Linked DNA regions of Mus musculus: regions 1, 2 and 3 are each linked to region 4. The links are chromatin contacts, called in public HiChIP or PLAC-seq maps. All regions are on one chromosome and are shown on one strand. The core of a region is the stretch at or near the end of the contact, and the rest is flanking DNA. Distances in the headings are between cores, read along the strand shown. Region 1 has its middle 12 kb from the start of D630010B17Rik. Region 2 has its middle 50 kb from the start of Gm41388. Region 3 overlaps Prickle1 (prickle planar cell polarity protein 1). Region 4 overlaps 9430014N10Rik (RIKEN cDNA 9430014N10 gene).

Region 1 (2,700 bases), core at 11-2,510, 320 kb after region 4:
ACTGGTTGCAAAGTGTGGAAGAGTTAGATCCCTCCGACTAAAGCAGAGAGGGTTTGAGATGAAGAATAAATACCTGAGGATGGCTAGCAGTCTGTGTCTGCCACTGCATGGCACACTACTCTACAGTCAGTCCCATTTCACAGCTCTTCAGACCTATGCAGGGCATTACCTTCACAACCCCTGGCATCAGGTTTTCGATCCTTCAGTTCCTTTCAAGACTTATAGGCAAGGTGACCTTGTAAGGATACAGGTCAATCCCAGTGCTTTTTCTAGCTCATGCCAAGTAAAAATAACGTGTCTTATAGGACCAAAGGGTCTATCACAACCGGCCTCCTTGTCCCTCTCTGTCCTCATCTCCTGATGCCTCTTCATCAGTTGCTGCTCCAGCTTCCCCTACCTCCTTATTTATGCTTTTTCTTAGCCTGAACTTTTCGTGACTACTCAAGACTGTCACAGAACTGTCATCTTTGCTTATTCTCCTTCTTCCTGGTGCTCTCTCCCTTCAGAAAGACATGAGCTTCCTCATCTCGCTTCTAGCAGTTACTCAAGTTGGTCTTTGTAAGCCCTTCCCTGGACAAACCTACCTTAGTTAGATGGTAGCTCCTTGAGCAGCTTCAGATTCTGCCCCTCTTTCTCTGTTTGTCTTTTTGGCATTTGGCATCATGGAGAATACTGAAGCTAATTATTAATTATTGTTGAATGTTTTATTTTCATTGTTCAAATGCAACTGTTAGGAGGGCTGCAGTTTTAGAATGTTTTATCCCCATGATGATAATTATGGGGCATATAGAAGATATTGATAAGCATTGATTAAAACAGTGAATACCATGATACTTCTGTCCATCTGCCATCCCTGGATTTAACATGGGTGCCATCAACTTGACCATATTACTTCCCCAGTGACCTGCACACATTCATCAATAAGTGAACAAAAGTGAGTAGTCACTCTCTTGAGTACTCATTAAGAGTACAAGCCAGTTATCTCGGAAAGAGAGATAGGTTCAAATGAAATTCGATTTTGTCATGACAATTTTTTTTTTAGTTATTTTATTATCCTACACATGAGCAGTTATGTGTAAGACCATTTCTCATTGAGCTCCTCATATCACAGCAGTAGATCCACCAACAGGAACATACTAGAGAAGATTAGAAGACTTCTAAACCTCTGTTGTTTTCACATAGTTTTCTACAACATGAAGGAGAGAGGCAGATGCCAGAGATAACCCAAGGCTGAGTGGGAGGGAGAACGGACTGGCTCAGAAATGATGCAGCTGCACAGGCTTCAGAGCTTGAGTCTGGCTCTGGCACACCAGGTGAGTCTGCCAACATGACTCACTTTGAAGCCCCCTCAGAAGTCCTGGCTAGCACAACTTCCTGCCCCAGTCAGACTTGGCTCAACAACTAAACCGGCCAAAGCCTGCTAAAGAAGTCATTAGTAGATTGTAGGGTAAAGAGCTGGAGGGAGGGAGAGGAAATAAGGCAAGAGAAGAAACCTGCTTTGAAAACATGATTTCTCATAAGTGTCATCAGTTTTTACGTTGTTTTTATCAACAGAGCTCTCACGGAAGCCTAGAAATTCTAGCCTTTGTCACTGAAAGGCAAGAAATTCTATTAAGGATTTCCTGTACTGGACATTCTTCCAAACCAAATGGATGGCCCAGAATACTATTCCAACACTAATAACAATGAATTTGCTCATTTCTAAAGCAGATTTGGCTAATCTGATACAATTGGTTTAGTCTACTAAGACAAGACTACAGGCCATTATGAGCTGACATGTGGATGCTGGGAACTTAACCTGGATTCTCTGCAAAAGCAGCAAATGGTCTTAACCACTGAGCTGTATCTCTAGCTATCGTTTTTAAGTTGGATATAATTTTTACTTTTTTTTTCTTCGAGACAGGGTTTCTCTGTATATCCCTGGCTGTTCTGGAACTCCCTTTGTAGACCAGGCTGGCCTCGAACTCAGAAATCCGCCTGCCTCTGCCTCCCAAGTGCTGGGATTAAAGGCGTGCGCCACCATGCCCTGCTTAATTGTTACATTTTTAAACATATATTTTTCTCTTTTCTGCCCTCCCCTGCTTCTTTTCCTCTCCCTTTCTCTCTCCTGCTCCCTCCCCCCTCTCTCTCATACACACACACACACACATGTGGAAGTGTGTGTGTGAAGTCTGGTTGGTATTTTAAGTTCTGTGTTATTTTATATCTATGTTCTTGCTGATGGGCATTTGAGTTCTTTCCAACTTTGTCTTATTAGGCTTTGGTGTTCTGGAACGGAATATAAACATTTTCACACAACATCAACATCACAGAAAACCATCTGTGACTCTGACAGTCTAGGACAGAAAGCAGTTCTGTGTGATCGTGTTTAATATTGAGAAAAACTCTGAGCACTCTTTAAATGACTGAAGTATTTCTATTCGGACAAATGTAAGCACTGGTTCATCTCCAGTCACAGCCATACCCTTCGAGACTCTCCTTCTAGGTAATATTAAATAAAATACTTATGGGTATGGAGAAAAATTTCAGGGGTTAAAAGCACTGGGTGTTCTTCCAGAAGACTTGGGTTCAATTCCCAGCACTTCCATGGAAGCTCACAACTGTCTAACTCCAGTGTCAAGATGTCCAACACACACATGGTGTATAGACACACATGTAGGCAGAACACCCATTCACATAAAATAAATAAAGTTAAAAACA
Region 2 (2,700 bases), core at 196-2,695, 270 kb after region 4:
GGTCTAAGCCTCTTCCAGGTAGCTCAGCTTGTCTGAGAGGGTGTCTCATAAGTCCTGACTGCGTTCATATGTTGGGGAAGGAGAGACCTAGTGAATCTGTTCAGATTCAGGGACTTCCTGAAGTCTTTGAGTTGTTGCCTTCCTGAGCTTAAAGAACTTTCCTGCAGGGTGGAGTGTCTCCTCTGCTACTGTTTCATCTCATTCCTAACACCCTGTGTCCTAACAATCTTAGCTTCAGACTGAAGGTTTCAGTCTTAGAGAAAACTCCTATAGAACAGCAGCCTACTAGTAATTATATACAGTGACTTGTGTGTTTGTGTGCATGTATGTGTGCACATGTATGAATGTGCATGTGGAGGCTGGAATAGTGTTGTTTCTAAGGAGCACTTAATCTTGTTTGTTGTTGTTGTTGTTTTTGTTGTTGTTTATGTTTTTGTTATATCTGAGACAGGGACCTTCACTTGGGCCTGGGGCTTATGGAGTAGGCCATACTGGCTAGTCAGTAAACTGTGAAAGACCAGCCTATTTCTTCCTCCTCTGCACTAGAATTACAAGAGTGTGTCACCATGCCTGGATTTTTATGTAGGTGTTAAAGATCAAAGTTCAGTCTTATTGCTTGAGCAGCAGGTACCTTTCTGACCTCAATCTGCAATTTAATCCATCAAAAAAAAAGTCAGCCACCGGGTAGCTAACAGTGATCTAGATAACGGGAGTTTGGTGAAGTTGCTACTTAATGGCAAATTGGAAGCTTAGCTGAGTAAATCTTAGTCAAAGTGGGTCTGCTGTACCCTTGAGAATGTAACTGTTTTCACTGGGCCTTCTGCTAGGAGAAAAGATGAGCTTCTTTGCATGGGGGTGGAGGGTGCAGTGTATGTTATACGGAGGCAAAATAGAGCACTTTACCCTTGACCTGAGAACCTTTCACTGCCGACTGAGCTCTGAATAGGAGAAGAAGCTCCAGTCAGTCCAGACAGCAATGCTTCTTGCTGCCACACCACCGTGAGCCCATCAGACACCCTGGCAATGAACGAGAAATGAGGCCAAGTGTCTAGAATGCTTGTCCACATGTGGAGGCTTTTTTTTTCAGTCACATTCTATGTGACACATTCTAAGACCAGAGTGTTTTATCTCCAGCTTTTTCCCAAAGATTCATTAGCCAAAGAGGTCAGATCTCCAGTCTTGTGTTGGAAAAAAAAATCTCTGCCTCTACTCTAATAGGGAAATGAGATGCTGGGACACTTTTATACTTTCGTCACTCCTTTTTTCACAGTTGCCTTTTCCTGGGGATCTAGTGTGCCCACTGAGGATGATGCCAGAATAGCATAAAATGCATTTCTAACACAGGTAAAATGGACTTTATTTCTTAGTCGGTCGTTGAAGAGTCTCCTGTGAAGCCACAGCTGGCTTTGAACAGGCACAGGAAGAAGGCACAGATGCATGTGGTTCATGCAAGTGATTCATTTCTGCGGCATAAGCCACACCCATGCCTGTCTCCCCTGGCCCACAAAGGCCCGCTTAGCATGCTTCATTTTCCTTGTATATAAATTAGAGAACAGCTAGCTCATCTCAGGCACCCTAGCTTGAGCAGTCACTTAAGTTTTGTATGTCAACATAGAAAAAGTTTTCAAAAGCAACTAATTACCAAAGAACCTGGGGCTGTTCTCTGAAATCCCAGGGTCTTCCTTCCCTCCCCCCAACCCTCCACTGCTTCAAGCTGTATGTGCCCACAGTCATTACCCTGCCAGGAAGCCTCAGTTGCTAAGTTTGTGTTAGGTGCATTCATTGACGCCTAAACCAACGGGAACACAAAACTGGCAGCCTTTAAGGCCAAAGTCAAATGCTGTACTTCTAACTTATGAAATGTTCCTTGACTCTGAAATAAAGACAAATAAACAAACAAACACACAGGCCCACAGTAATTCCCTGGAACAGCTTCTTAACTTTGTTATTTTATTGTATTGTATTTTATATTGCTTTTTTTATTTATTTACATTTCAAATGTTATCCCCTTTTCCTGTTTCCCCTCCACAAACCTCCATCCCACTCCCCTTCCCCCATGCTTTTATGAGGGTGCTCCTGCACCCACCCACCCACCCTCTGCCACCTCACTGCCCTAGCATTCCCTTTGGTTGGGTCACCGAGTCTCCAAAGTAACAAGGGCCCCCCCTCCCATTAATGCCAGATAAGGCAATCGTCTGCTACATATGTGGCTTGAGCCATGCGTCCCTCCACGCGTACTCTTTGGTTGGTGTTTCAGTCCCTGGGAGCTCTGCGGTGGGGGTTGAGGTGGGGTTGGTTGGTTAATATTGTTCGTCCTTCTTAACTCTGAAACTAGCATCGTTGTAGTTAATTCTTATCTGTTAGTGGTTGAGAATAACAGCCTGCAGGTCAAACCTAGACAGTGTCTGGTTTTGAACCTCATGACCCAAGGGTCATGCTTGAAGGGCTCACTGTAAGCAGTGGGAGCCTACATAATAGTCACGCGTCTGCTCTTTGACTTCCAGATTCAAAAATAGTTCTGGAAACTGGAGTGGTGACTGTTTTCTTTATCACTTAACATTTAGAACACTTTTCTCAATCACTACCTTCATGGGTCACCTTTGGTGACACCCTGAAGAATGAAGAACCAGAGAAGCACCGTGAAGTCTAAAATTGGCTTCAGATAAAGCTAAGCAAAATGATGACCATACACCGTTCTTT
Region 3 (2,700 bases), core at 74-2,573, 400 kb before region 4:
ATATGGATGGGCTCAGAGACAGTGAACCAAACGCCTGGGTTTGCTGACTTCAGGCCCCGTGCCACTCAGGCAATTAGGAAGTGACTCCCTTAACCAGCTCAGTACCAAAGAAAACGGGCCACCAGGCTAGTGCTCTCTGTTGCCTTTAAAGGATACTTCTTGCTCGAGTAAGGGGATGGCTCTGCTTGACTTGTTTACCTATGCGTGAGATCCTGCGAGGTGTAAGAGTTTAAACAGAAGTGGGGAACTGGGCTCTGCCTTGCCCAGAAAGCTGGCCGCAGAGACCCTGCTCAGTCCCCCAGATTTCCTAAGCAAGTTTTCCAGTGGAGGCAGCAGAGACAGCCGAGAGTGTTATCCCTGAAGTAAACCGTACAGTTTAAACTTCTAATCCCTGACATCAAACTTCTACACCCAGGACAGGCAGTCAGCGAATCCCCTCGGAATACTGGATACGGTGCCAGGTCACAGATGGGTCCAGCTTGGAGACTTGATTGTTTAATCTCATTATCAACCAACGTTTAGGAAGGCTTATTGAGTGTGAAATGGAACCAGCCCCACTATTGGTCAAAGTGAGGTGTTAAATTTCTGAATAAGAAAGCTGTCTCAGAAAAAGGGTACTGAAGGTGTCAAGGAGTGGTCCTGAGGCTGAGATGTTGGCTTTGGTAGCACGGTGTGTTATCCCTTTGTCTTATAGTTCTTAAAAATCATCGCTCACACACGAGGCACTAAGAAGGAAAACAAGAACCTTCACGATTCCAGTTTTCTTTAAACGTTTTGATCCTGACATATTTTAATATAAAGAAGTTTGTGTGTTAGGGGGCCGGAGAGATAGCTCGGTGGTTAAGGGCTATGGCTGCTCTTCTAGAAGACCTGAGTTCAATTCTCAGCACCCACATGGCAGCCCACAACTGGCTAGAGTTCCAATTCTAGAGACCTGGCACCTTCAAACATACATGCAGGCAAAACACCAACGCACATAAAATAAATATTAATATATTTTTTTAAATTATTAGTCTGATCCAGTCACTTTACAGAGAGGGTTCCAGGATGGCAAATGCCTCCTGTATAAGAAGAGTTAAAGCCTAATCCCTCTGTCTTTAAATCCTAACCAATCCCAGACCGAGGTAAAATGATGTTTCAGCAATTCTCTCAGTGCAACACTAAATTCTTAGTGTTGGTGGGGTCGGGGGAGTCACTTGTTAAAATACACCGCTAGCAAAATATCCAAGGACATTTTAAACTTCGAACTTGAGAACAGCTCACAAAGGGGCAGAGTTAAAAGAGCACCTGCCTCATGGCTGCAGTCATTCCTGCAGGAGAAATGGTGACTCAGCAAGATACCGCCCCAGCCAGTAAACGGGCTTTCAGGCACCCCAACAGAAGGGCAGGCAGCCTCATTTCCGACTCCACGGTGGCGGGGGTTCTCACCTCTGACCCAGCCGTGGCACACAGGTGCAGACAATTCACGTCTTAGCAAAGACTGGAAACAGAGGTGCATTCCTCCACCCCCTCAATAAAAGGGGACGTGTTAATGAAAGTCAGAAGACAGCTTGGGTCTTTCCCTTTTGCCCTGTAAGATCCGCCCCTGTGTGTCAAAGGAAGAGACTAGGGGTTAAGACTTTAATTAGTAACTCATGGGCTCTCACCAGGAGAACTGCTACTTTCGATGCAATTTAACCTGAATTTTGAAACGGGGAGCATTTGTCTGCTGCCAAACCTGGCTGGGGGGTGGGGTAGGAGGAAAACAACAGAATATAAATATTTTTAAAAAAAGAGCCTTTAAAAATTAAATGCTACTCTATTTTCAAAACTAGAAAAATAAAACAAAAGCTCTGCAAATGGTGAGAGACCATGTTTTCTGCCTCCTAAACCAAAGGTCTAAATCCCTTCTTAGAGCTGTTCTCTCTGAGAATGTGGGATGAGTCCCTATCCTGATGGGGGTAAATCGTGTGACATGTCACTTGGATGCAATGTCCCCATTTTAAACCACAAACTCACACAGGTTTTAGTCCAGCCTTTCAACAAACTTTCTCGACAACATAAAGGGTACCACAATTGTAGGAAAGCAGAGATCCACTTTCATCCCAGTGTTAGCTTCCAGTTTTACCGGGTGGTGTGACCACAGTACCTGCTACCATTAGCATTTAAATATTTAAATGCAGTATGAAGCCTTAGGGCCGGTTGTCCGGAGGCAAGGAGGCAAGGAGTTAAGGAGCCTTAGAACCAGAGCCATCAGAGGGAGAAGCAAGCTGGAGGTTGGCAGAGTTGGTGTACTTTTTCAGGGATTATCTTAGGAGTGATCCACGCATGCGGCCTCTAAGCCACAGGAAGTGTTAACACTTCCATGCCTCTCCTTTGTCTTTTCTCACCCCTCTCTTTTCTTGGAAACTAGCTAGCTCCTTTCACCATTTCATTCATTTAAAAAGAACCACACATCCCAGCCTGCAGCTGTATGGCTTCTCCATCATCGTATATGTGTCAAGAGAGCATCTGACCCAAGATGCTTTCTTCCGTCTTCCTTGGGAACCAGGCAGAGACACATAGTGTACAGACATACACACATGCAGGCAAAATACCCAATCACATAAAAATTTAAAAAAACAAAAATTAAGGAGACAAGTGACAATCCAGTAGGAGCCCGGATGTCAAGTAAAAGTAGCCAACGTAAGAGGAGTGGTTACAAATTCTATTGTGTATTTC
Region 4 (2,700 bases), core at 131-2,630:
TCATGTGTGTTTAGGTCCTTGTTTTCGTCTTGATCTTATTTAATATATTTGCAATTCAGGGACGCGCTCAACATAAACACTCGAACATCCTTAAATGTGTAAATCGATTTTTACACATAAGTGACTAAATACAGCCCAGTCCCTGAGGATGCTCCGAGGCGCTGCCTTTGGCCTCTCTGAGGCCCAGATGCATTTGTCTATCTTAGGCGGAGGACACCGTAGAGCAAGGTAGCTAGTTATTAAAAAAAAAAAGAATGGCATGAGAATTGCAATGAATTTTAATAAACATCTTTCTATAATTTAAGTTCATTTCTTCCATAAGAATGCAAATGTATACGCATATGGGCACAAAGTGGTTTTCCCTCTTATTAAAAAGATAACAATAACCTTCCATTGTCAAGCATGACAGGCCGAAGGCTTTTTATTCCCCATAAAGTAATTTCCATAAAGCACTTCACATTTATTTTTTTTTTGCAATTGGCAACAATTTGAATGCTTTGTCTAGATTTATCTTATAATTTCTGTGACCGAAGATGTGGGTCTAGAATATGGAACAGTGTGTATGCAGAGCTGTTTGACAGTCACCTGGCTGCTCTTGTGCATTTTGCCTTCCAGTAATTGCCTGTTCTGGCTGGGAAGGGGTCTCTCCTTGTGCAGCTAGAGGAGTGACTGATCTGGTTTGCCTTGGACCTCCTACCCACTCTGATATGTCTTGCGACTGAAAGAAAATCTCCCTGCTTTGCACACACCTTCCTATGAGGCTTCTCTGACTACAGCCATGCGCCTTCAGCATACCTGGATTTGTAGTGCCAACCTAGCTCAGCTCTGCTCTGGAAACATGGGCTGAAGAGACAGAAGTGACAGACAGGTAAAGAAGGAGCGGCTGAGACCCAGCGTTAGGAGGAAAAGAATCCGAGACAGACAAAAAGCCTCCTCTTCATCTAGGGTCATGGACAGCAGAGACATTTGTCATGCTCTCAGTTTTCTCTCAAAACCAGGAACCAGATTAGAGGAGTGTCCCTCCGAGAGGAGGACTGGCCCCACCCTCCCGCAGTGAGGGGTCTTGCAAGTCACATGGCATTTGGTTTGTTCACAATAAAAATAAATGTGCTTAGGCGGGGGGTGGGGGGGTGGGGGGTGCAGATGTAACAGAAAACAACAGCTCTGCTCACAGGAGTAAAATACTAAGGCTAAGCTGGCTCGGGAGAAGAACACCCCATGGCCATTGGCTCCTCTAGAAAATGACAGTTTGGGGTTGAGTCTCCTGATTCTTTCTTCAAAAGGACAGATGGCCGTTTTAGCACAAATGTGCTGCTGTGGCTGCTGTAGGTGCAAACCACAGGATGAGCCTCTGAGGCAGGGCGGGTGGCGCTCCGCCTTCCTGCCTCTGTGGATGCTGGCTTGGAGTTTTCTGCACTGTGGTATCTTCCTTGGCTCTACTTCCTCAAACCTGTGCTATCTCAGACACCATTTCCCACAATTCTCTCTGGTCACCTCACTCAGTCCCTCTGCAGCCCATGTAATGCAGGACTGTGATGGCATAGTCCCTGCTATTGTAGGGGTATGGATTTATGCTGGTCCTGGTCTTAGACTTGAAAGAAAATCCACCTGTGCCAGGCAGGGTGATATTTGTGGCCGGTATTGAATTTCTTTTATCCCTGACCACCCTCTTTCTAACTTGATATTTTATCCTCATGTTAAGAGTGAAAAGGTAGAGGCCTAGTGAGTACTAACTAGGGTCTTGGTCAGATCTTGGGGTTGGACAATGGAGACTTGTATTCTGGTCAAGTATCAGTAAAAAAATAAAACTCATCTATTTCCCTCCAGCCAAGTTCACTGTCTTAGAATAGAGATTGGAATTGATTTTTACCCATTTCACACACTGTCAATTTAAAAAAAAAGAAAACAAAAAGAATACCTAGCATTTGTCATTGTGAACATTGAACTTTCAAGTGGCTGGCGATGGCATTGAAGAAAGAAACAATGGATTCCCTGTCGTTTTAACAGCAGAAAATCAAACCTCAGGGTAAAATGAATATGGACAGATGATTCAGCTCACAAAAGCTTTCAAGTGCATCCCTGTTTGAATCCGAAATGTCCTACAAATGCCATGTCCTGAAGGTTTGGTTGCAGGACTCTGGTGTTAGTTATTCTGAGCTAATGGAACCCTTAGGAAGTGAAGCTGAGTGGGAGACAGTGAACATACTCTTGGATAGTGGAACCCTTCTCTCTCTCTCTCTCTCTCTCTCTCTCTCTCTCTCTCTCTCTCTCTCCCGCCCCCTGCTCCTTGCAGCTCCCCCACCCTCACCACAAGCTAAGCAGCTTTCTTGTATCTGCACTGTTTGTCATGTTTTCCCTCCCTACAGGCCCCAAACTGTGGACTGACATCTTAATGACAAGTTGAAATATTCCTCTCCCTCTTAGACGGTCCCCTCGAGTGTGTTGTCACCGTGACAGAAAGCTGATTACCTAGTGTGTTATCATTTCACTTTAGCTCATGAAATAATTAGTTCATTTGAAATGCCAATTACAAATAAGAGATGGCCTTATTATTGTTTTTTTCTTTCGTAACAGGTTAGCACATGTTGATTTCTAGGCTGTCTTGAGAGCAAAAAAGAAAAACCAGTCGTACATTGTCTGGAGTTTAATTCAGTTACTCTGGTATTCTCCAGTTGTTCTCTTTCTTTGTAAAAAGTTAAA

The links. HiChIP or PLAC-seq counts read pairs in DNA pulled down with a chosen protein or histone mark.
Region 1: a contact with region 4 is called in an H3K27ac HiChIP or PLAC-seq map of DN3 thymocytes, with 5 times the contacts expected there. The contact joins two enhancer-like sites.
Region 2: an H3K27ac HiChIP or PLAC-seq map of T-cell acute lymphoblastic leukemia shows a contact between it and region 4, with 2.3 times the contacts expected there. The contact joins two enhancer-like sites. A contact is called at or near these places in 1 of 484 Hi-C or Micro-C datasets (nephron progenitors), 1 of 115 datasets of contacts at active chromatin or transcription factors (T-cell acute lymphoblastic leukemia) and 1 of 9 other capture datasets (embryonic stem cells).
Region 3: an H3K27ac HiChIP or PLAC-seq map of T-cell acute lymphoblastic leukemia shows a contact between it and region 4, with 4 times the contacts expected there. The contact joins two enhancer-like sites. A contact is called at or near these places in 1 of 15 datasets of contacts at CTCF or cohesin (the NIH/3T3 cell line), 2 of 484 Hi-C or Micro-C datasets (the 3T3-L1 cell line and uterus) and 4 of 115 datasets of contacts at active chromatin or transcription factors (T-cell acute lymphoblastic leukemia, craniofacial prominence, epiblast stem cells and 1 more).

The regions. Positions count from the first base shown.
Region 1 is chr15:94,234,056-94,236,755 of GRCm38.p6, forward strand. No RefSeq gene overlaps it. Among named protein-coding and RNA genes, the nearest start is that of D630010B17Rik, 12 kb to the right of the region's middle. Within about 2 kb of position 1,261, at least 19 of the 459 cell types and tissues checked have an H3K27ac peak or open chromatin away from gene starts, as enhancers often do. A contact at or near this core is called in DN3 thymocytes, where this site is marked.
Region 2 is chr15:94,186,331-94,189,030 of GRCm38.p6, forward strand. No RefSeq gene overlaps it. Among named protein-coding and RNA genes, the nearest start is that of Gm41388, 50 kb to the left of the region's middle. Within about 2 kb of position 1,446, at least 26 of the 459 cell types and tissues checked have an H3K27ac peak or open chromatin away from gene starts, as enhancers often do. A contact at or near this core is called in T-cell acute lymphoblastic leukemia, where this site is marked.
Region 3 is chr15:93,512,703-93,515,402 of GRCm38.p6, forward strand. All of the region lies in intron 1 of Prickle1 (prickle planar cell polarity protein 1), which reads right to left. Among named protein-coding and RNA genes, the nearest start is that of Prickle1, 82 kb to the right of the region's middle. Within about 2 kb of position 1,324, at least 51 of the 459 cell types and tissues checked have an H3K27ac peak or open chromatin away from gene starts, as enhancers often do. A contact at or near this core is called in T-cell acute lymphoblastic leukemia, where this site is marked.
Region 4 is chr15:93,912,306-93,915,005 of GRCm38.p6, forward strand. The region is part of intron 2 of 9430014N10Rik (RIKEN cDNA 9430014N10 gene); the gene reads right to left. Among named protein-coding and RNA genes, the nearest start is that of 9430014N10Rik, 13 kb to the right of the region's middle. Within about 2 kb of position 1,381, at least 44 of the 459 cell types and tissues checked have an H3K27ac peak or open chromatin away from gene starts, as enhancers often do. A contact at or near this core is called in DN3 thymocytes and T-cell acute lymphoblastic leukemia, where this site is marked.